Regions from separate parts of the Hordeum vulgare genome. Here region 2 is linked to region 1. The links are chromatin contacts, called in public Hi-C maps. All regions are on one chromosome and are shown on one strand. Each heading gives the region's core, a stretch centred on a gene start, on an enhancer-like site or on the middle of the called end of the contact. The rest is flanking DNA. Distances are from core to core; before and after follow the strand shown. Region 1 holds the start of LOC123399831 (protein PSK SIMULATOR 1-like). Region 2 holds the start of LOC123399832 (ADP-ribosylation factor GTPase-activating protein AGD3-like).

Region 1 (3,551 bases), core at 786-3,285:
GCCATTACTTATCATACCTGGCCCACTGCTGGCACATCATTCATGTCAAAACAACAATCTGTACTTTCCAATTCATTCAGGGTTTGTAATATATCCCTTGCAGAGGGCCTTTTATGGGGATCGAGATCAAAACAATTTAGTCCTAATACGATGCATCTGTTTATTTGCTCGGAACAGGCTAACAACGCTCTATGACTGAGTGTTTTTTCCAATCTGTGTCTCCAATTTGCAATCACCTACAAACTTCCCACAAGTTAGTACATTATGAAAGTGCAAATGGTGGATTTATTCATCTTACATTCTCAATGAAGTGCTCAAACGGTGTTTCACTACTCTGGGGATATTCCCTGCTTCCCGTCAATAGCTCAATTATTATAGTGCCCAAACTGAATATATCTGACTTGGTTGAGATTACTCCATTGTTTATGTACTCTGGTGCCATGTATCCACTGCATAAAACAAGGGTGCATTTTTTATACTAGACTAGATCGAGAAGCAACGAAGCTCTGAGTAGGAATAGCTTACAGTGTACCCCCACGACTTTCGGTGATAACTCGAGACTCCTGTTGGCCAAAGAGCCTAGACATGCCAAAATCGGCAAGCTTGGGGACCATACTATCATCCAGCAATATATTTTGGGGTTTGAGGTCTAAATGGACAATTCGGCATTCAGCATGAAGGTAATGCAAGCCGCTGCAAACCCCCTTAATTATATCGTATCTTATGCGCCACTCAAGTCCACAAGATTCAGCTGCAGAAATAGACAAGAAAAATGTATATCGGATCATCCAACTTAATTTACACAAAAATAATGGAGTTGAAAGGAAAACAAGATCTGGCTACAGCAACCCACCAGAAATATGCTTATCAAGGCTGTTGTTTTTTAGATACTCGAAGCAGAGCAATCTCTTCCGTATCTCAGCCATGACATATCTCCCACCTACTCGTGTTGCTTCCCACCGTGATTCAGCGCAGTAGCCCACAAGTTGTACTATATTTTGGTGCTTTACCCCGATAAGATAGGTGACCTCGTTCTGGAATTGATCGTCTTCCACTCCCATTTCAAAAAGCTTCTTCACAGCAATCATTTTCCCATTTTGAAGCATCCCCTGTCCAACCTCGTTTTGTCAGTACATACACTTTCCTTTGGTGAAATGCTGCATGCTAACATTCGCAAAGTGAACGGTAAAGAAGAAGAAGAACAGCCATACCTTGTAAACCACTCCAAACCCACCTCTTCCTAGTTCTTGGTCCGCAGAAAAATCGCGTGTGATGACTTTCAGAAACTCTACCGGCAGGCAAATTGGCGTGACACTTGGCTCTTGCAGCATGTTCTCCAGTTTGCCGAAATCCATATCGTTTGGCAGGAAAGTATTGGCATGTTTACTCGTTTCGACGCCCATTCTCTTATATCCCTAGGAAGATATAAACTTGTCGGTAACGGCGGCTCGTTTACCTCCTCATCCCCTTGTTATGTGAGCCACTCCTCTCTCTGCTCCAAAGTTGGGACAAATAAAAATTCGGAGCGTCTGTTCAAGAGGAAGGATCAAAGTGGATGCGTCACACTTGCAGGATCTCCATCAAAACCTGCATCCATATTGAGTGCCAAGTTAAATACGATCACAGCTGATAATAGGAATTAACTACACAGGTGGGAAGAAAGGTCTTTTTTCCCATATAACATATCGAACCAGTTCGAATTTCGTCTGTGATTTGTGTTTGGACTGTTTGAAATGGGGGGCAATTTCAGAATCAGGCTTTCCGGTCGGGGCTGTTGGGCTAAGCTAGGGGAGCTACCTAGCCATATCCAAACGCCACCACATCTATGCCTATGCCTATGCCTATGCTCATGGCGGCCTTCTCCACCAGCCGGCAGTGCACTACAAGGGGAAGAAGAGCGAGGCGGGTCCGCGGGTGGGGAGGGAAATCGGTTTCGGTCGTCTCGGTGAAATCCCTGCGGAGGTCGAGGGATTGATTGATTTCTAACCTGAATATGCAGCGCGGTGCAGAGCGTGAATCCAATCGGAGTTGCTGCGGATACGCCCGTACAGAACAGAATGCAACAGGACAGAACAGAACAGAACAGGGGTGGATGCATCTGGTGCGGAAGGTTGACTCCGGGTCTCCGCCAAACGTATGTATACCAGAAAAAGACCCGTGCATTGCAACGAAAAAAAAGGTATCACGTGTTTTTATTTTATAAAAAATGTCTATAATCTGAAAAATTATAGCTATGATCCAAACAACGATGGTTTTAGCCTATAAAAACGTACTTTAAGATTTCCCATGTCTTTTATTTCAACATGACTTGCATGTATATTTAATACATATAAAAAAGGGGCAAGTGATCTTCGATTCCGTTTTCAACCCTAATTTTGCTGAGCTGTTTATCTCCAATCCAGATTAGTACTAGTATATGAAAGAAAGATGGATAATGCACTATTGATTAAGATTGTACCCTAGATAGTTTTTATTTTAAATGGTTAACAAGTAAAATAACGTCATATTTAGATTTTAAACTTTTTTCTAATCAAATTTCATATATAACATGTTAAATTTGAAGTTACGCTTTAAAAGATATAAGTATTTCAAAAAACATTTGATATGTATTACGGAATTAATGTCAAAAACATCAGGGGGGCTTCTATAAAATAGCATGACTGACTAAGAATACTTATTTCTTTTATTAATAGGTGTAGATAGATAGCGCAAGCGCGTTGGATAATCTCGCACGCGAACCACCAATCGCCATTGACTGCTCCGGCCGCGCCCGTCTTTGCCCCGTCCCGCGTCTCCGCGAACGAAATTTCTGCGATGGATGATTGCGCCAACATTTCCCAACCCCTTCCTACGTTCGTGAACCATCCGCTGCCGTCGTCGCAAACCCTTATGCGGGGTTGACCTCTGGTTTCGCCGCCGGCGAAGCATCGGCTCCAAACACCGGTCTCACGTGTGGCATTTTCGTGGCGCTCCGGTCAAACTCACAGAGTGGCTTCATGCTGCCGCTCGACGCGAAGCCATGGAGCTCAGTCTCCAAGCAACCGGTGAGGGTGCTACAGCGGCGTGCTAGCATTACTCTGTATTTTACCATGCATTATGAAGCGTTACAGCGGCGCGTTAAATTTTACAGCATCTAAAAAAGCTAACATACGTCTGCGCACGTCAAAACGTTATTTCAACATTGAAAACAAAATAGCTTGTCGCATCACAGTGCGTCTGTTGAAGATGCTCTAAAGGTATCTTTAACGTCAATTTGCAAATTTGCTATCACGTCCGTGACTACATTAATCTACAAATATAGATGCAGGAGCCGGTCATTCAACACTATTCACATGCATTTTAACTCACAGTTCAACAGGTCATACGAAATTCATGCAAACCCGATAGAATTCATCAAAAATTTGGATAGAAAATAACACAAATTATCCATACATAGCATACAAATAAGTCTGGCACAAAATAGTTCAAATTCAACGATATTAACCAGTTGTTCAACAAGTTTTTCATGAAAGGATTATGTCGTCTCACATACTGCCCTTTTGAGCTTCAAT
Region 2 (3,727 bases), core at 229-2,728, 160 kb before region 1:
AAACGGCGTTCCTTAACGGTTTCCTTAAGGAAGAGTTGTATATGATGCAACCCGAAGGTTTTGTCGATCCTAAGAATGCTAACAAGGTGTGCAAGCTCCAGCGATCCATTTATGGACTGGTGCAAGCATCTCGGAGTTGGAACAAACGCTTTGATGAGGTGATCAAAGCATTTGGGTTTATACAAGCGGTTGAAGAATCTTGTATTTACAAGAAAGTGAGTGGGAGCTCTGTGGCGTTTCTAATATTATAGGTGGATGCCATATTGCTGATTGGAAACAACGTAGAGTTTTTGGAGAGCATAAAGGATTACTTGAATAAAAGTTTCTCTATGAAGGACCTAGGAGAAGCTGCTTACATTCTAGGCATTAAGATCTATAGGGATAGATCAAAACGCCTGATAGGACTTTCACAAAGCACATACCTTGATAAAGTTTTGAAGAGGTTCAAAATGGAACAGTCCAAGAAGGGGTTCTTGCCAGTTTTACAAGGCACCGTCCCCTATGCTTCAGCCATAGGTTCTATCATGTATGCAATGCTGTGCACTAGACCGGACGTTAGCCTGGCCATAAGTATGGCATGTAGGTTTCAGAGTAATCCAGGAGTGGATCACTGGACGGCGGTCAAGAATATCCTGAAGTATGTGAAAAGGACTAAGGAGATGTTTCTCGTGTATGGAGGTGACGAAGAGCTCGCCGTAAAAGGTTACGTCGATGCAAGCTTTGACACAGATCCGGACGATTTTAAGTCGCAAACCGGATACGTATTTATTCTTAATGGGGGTGCGGTAAGCTGGTGCAGTTCCAAGCAAAGCGTCGTAGCAAATTCTACATGTGAAGCGGAGTACATGGCTGCCTCGGAGGCGGCTAAGGAGGGTGTCTGGATGAAGCAGTTAATGACGGATCTTGGAGTGGTGCCAAGCGCACTGAATCCAATAACCTTGTTCTGTGATCATGAATTTAAGGGTGGGTCAGTTTTTAATGACCGGTCATTGATCGGACGGGCTGTACGGACGTGTGAGACGGATATAAGGTGTCGGGATGTAGATGCTATGAGAGGTCTAAACTTAAGGGGGATCATGAATCTAAAGATTTAGCATGTGGCAATACAACCGTGCTCGACAGTATCGAGTTGTGTATCGATTCGGGCTTAGCATGTGGACAAATCAGGATGCTAGTACGATTTCCCGGTCCACAGCACCAGACACGATCACAGAACCAGCGGCAATTCCCTCATCAATTCCATTTTAAAAAAGCGAAGAATTCCCCGGTCAAAGACATGTAACCGGCCCATCATTACGCTCACCGGCAGGTGACCGCCTCCTCCCAGCCCCAAACCGCCACCCCACGCCCCACACGCACCGGGCCCACCAACGCCCTCTCACCGCCACCGGGCCCCGCGCCTCCCCACCCACGAGGCCCACCACGCACGATCAGCTCCTAATCCCCCCACCCCACCCTCCTTAATCAACCCGAGAGATTAGTAAAATCGAACTGCAGCGCACCGTTATTTTTCTTTTTCTTTCCGACCCTCTTTTCTCTTTACACCCTCTGTGTGCGCCTGTCCCCCCCCCCCCCTCGCCATTCCGTTCCTCCGCCCCCACCGCCATTTCGCCGATTCCGGCCGCCGCCTAGGGTTTCTCGCCGGGATTCGCCGGCGTCATCCGAGCGCGCACCCCAGGCTGCACGCGGCCTCCGGAGGAGGTGGAAGCAGGCAGGCGGCCGGTCCGTGGCTCCGAGGTGGCGGCGGCGGCGGCGGCTGGGTGGGTGGGTTGTCGGCGGCCGGGGTTTCGCTGGGGCGGAGGCTGCGGAGAGGGCGTTCATGAGGAGGTAGGAGCCCGTACGCACGCGGTGCTGGAGTGACGGCGGCGGCGGCGGCGGCGGCGTGGGTGGCAGACATGTATTTCACCAGGCTCGATGACTCGCCCATGTTCAGGAAGCAGGTGAGCCAGCCACCCTACTCGTCGGATCTCGATTCATGGCCCGCTTCGTGTCTGGGAAGAGGAGACGACTGTTGAGTGTGGGGGGGACGGGGAAAGCCCGCAGCTTCTTTCCGGTGTAATGCTTGCCGCCCGTGGCTCCCGGACTGGGCTCCCGGCGATGGATTGGATCTGTCCTTGTTTTTGCTGCTGCACCGATGAGATTGGGTGCAGCAAGTCTGCTCCCTCTCGGCGTAGCCTCGCCTCGAACCGTTCGTAACTGAAGCAGCTCTTTCTGTATGGCTCTGTCTGTGGCAGTGATGTGCAGGTTTCTTGTCTGCTTTTGGTTGATTTGGTCTGACTGCTAGTATGTCTTACTGTATTTTTAAATCTTTTCTGATATTAACGACATGTGAGTAAAGGTTCCACCTGAGCTCCTCAGGGCAATTGTATAGCATTCTCCATCCTGCTAGATGTTACTCGTTTTATTTTGCCATGCCTGTGCGTTGATCGCTCAAAGTTTGTTTCGATGCAAGGGAGATCAATGCTTGCTTGTTTATGCAAGAATTTGGTTCGAATTGCTGGTGTAGGGTATGTTTGCTATACACAAACTGTTGGCTGCTTGATATCTTGTTGGTAGGATCGGACGATTGGTTGGATCAGAATTTTCGCTATTCGCCAAGCAACTCGACAAGCTTTATCTATGCAATTGTATGAGTGATAAATCAATGACTATACACAAATCAGCAAAATGATGAGCGTTTGATGTGATACATCATACATGTGCTTTTATTTCAATTTTTTTTTCATTTTTTGTGTGCTCCGCTGAGTACAAATTGCTTTGCATCTAGCCTTTTTAATGGTTGTTCTGGGTTTATACCAAAAGGGTCAATAGAGTTTGTTTGATTGACGGACACTGTTTAAATTGTTTTTTTTCCTTCAATAAATAGATGCAATCACTTGAAGAAGGTGCTGAATTGCTGAGAGAGAGATGCTTGAAGTACCACAAAGGTTGCCGTAAATACACGTAAGTGACCATTGACATCTCATTTGAGTGGCAACCGCCCCTTTATACTCCCTATTTTATGCTTGCGCGTTGCTATGTGCGATCGAGGATTGAACATGTTTGCATTTGCCCTTTCATTTCAGTGAAGGGCTAGGCGAAGCATATGATGGAGATATTGCGTTCGCAAGTTCCCTAGAAGCATTTGGAGGCGGTCACAATGATCCAATCAGTGTTGCCTTTGGAGGTTAGCAATATAATTGTCATTCAAGTACATTTATTTAATTCTGTTATGACATTTACTCATTTTACTGATTTGAGCATTCTTTTGTTTTCATGCTTGTTAAAACTGGATACTACCTCTGGCTCTTGTTCAGGTGTCGTTTTAGACAGGATTCTGATACCAAGACGAGTTCATTAAAATTGCTTGTTTGCCATTGTACCAATACTATATCGATTGAGACAGATTTATGCCACCAAAATGTTTTCTAGGCTGGTTTGTAGGCAGTCAATTATATATACGAACTTATCAATAGTTGCAGGGTTCAAGTACTAGATCTTGCTTTTCAGCTAGACTGTTCATTTTACCTTTTTCTTGCTGCAACAGCAGTTTGCATGGCGTCCATTTTTTTAGAAGTCCTTGCCGGTTTGTTGTCATTTATCTGCTTGTTGGTTGTTGCATGTGTACATAGTGCCATAGTAGTAGTAGGAGAAATATAATACTACTACTATATCTAGTGAACAGCCAGCACTAGTATGCCAATGGTCAAGAATGCATTTTAAGCAGCACGCATGCATGCAAGTCTGT

Evidence for each region. Hi-C and Micro-C count contacts between places; a contact is called where the count stands out from the background.
Region 2: a contact with region 1 is called in a Hi-C map of leaf, with 1.8 times the contacts expected there. The contact joins the promoter of LOC123399832 here to the promoter of LOC123399831 in region 1. A contact is called at or near these places in 4 of 6 Hi-C or Micro-C datasets (leaf, seedling and an unstated tissue).

What each region holds. Positions count from the first base shown.
Region 1 is chr5H:490,046,305-490,049,855 of MorexV3_pseudomolecules_assembly, reverse strand. LOC123399831 (protein PSK SIMULATOR 1-like) reads right to left here and starts at 2,035. Exons shown (of 16, transcript XM_045094212.1): 1 at 1,988-2,035; 2 at 1,212-1,587; 3 at 854-1,109; 4 at 526-751; 5 at 299-449; 6 at 18-236. The coding sequence starts at 1,403.
Region 2 is chr5H:490,208,945-490,212,671 of MorexV3_pseudomolecules_assembly, reverse strand. LOC123399832 (ADP-ribosylation factor GTPase-activating protein AGD3-like) reads left to right here and starts at 1,478. Exons shown (of 19, transcript XM_045094214.1): 1 at 1,478-1,940; 2 at 2,867-2,943; 3 at 3,066-3,166. The coding sequence starts at 1,896.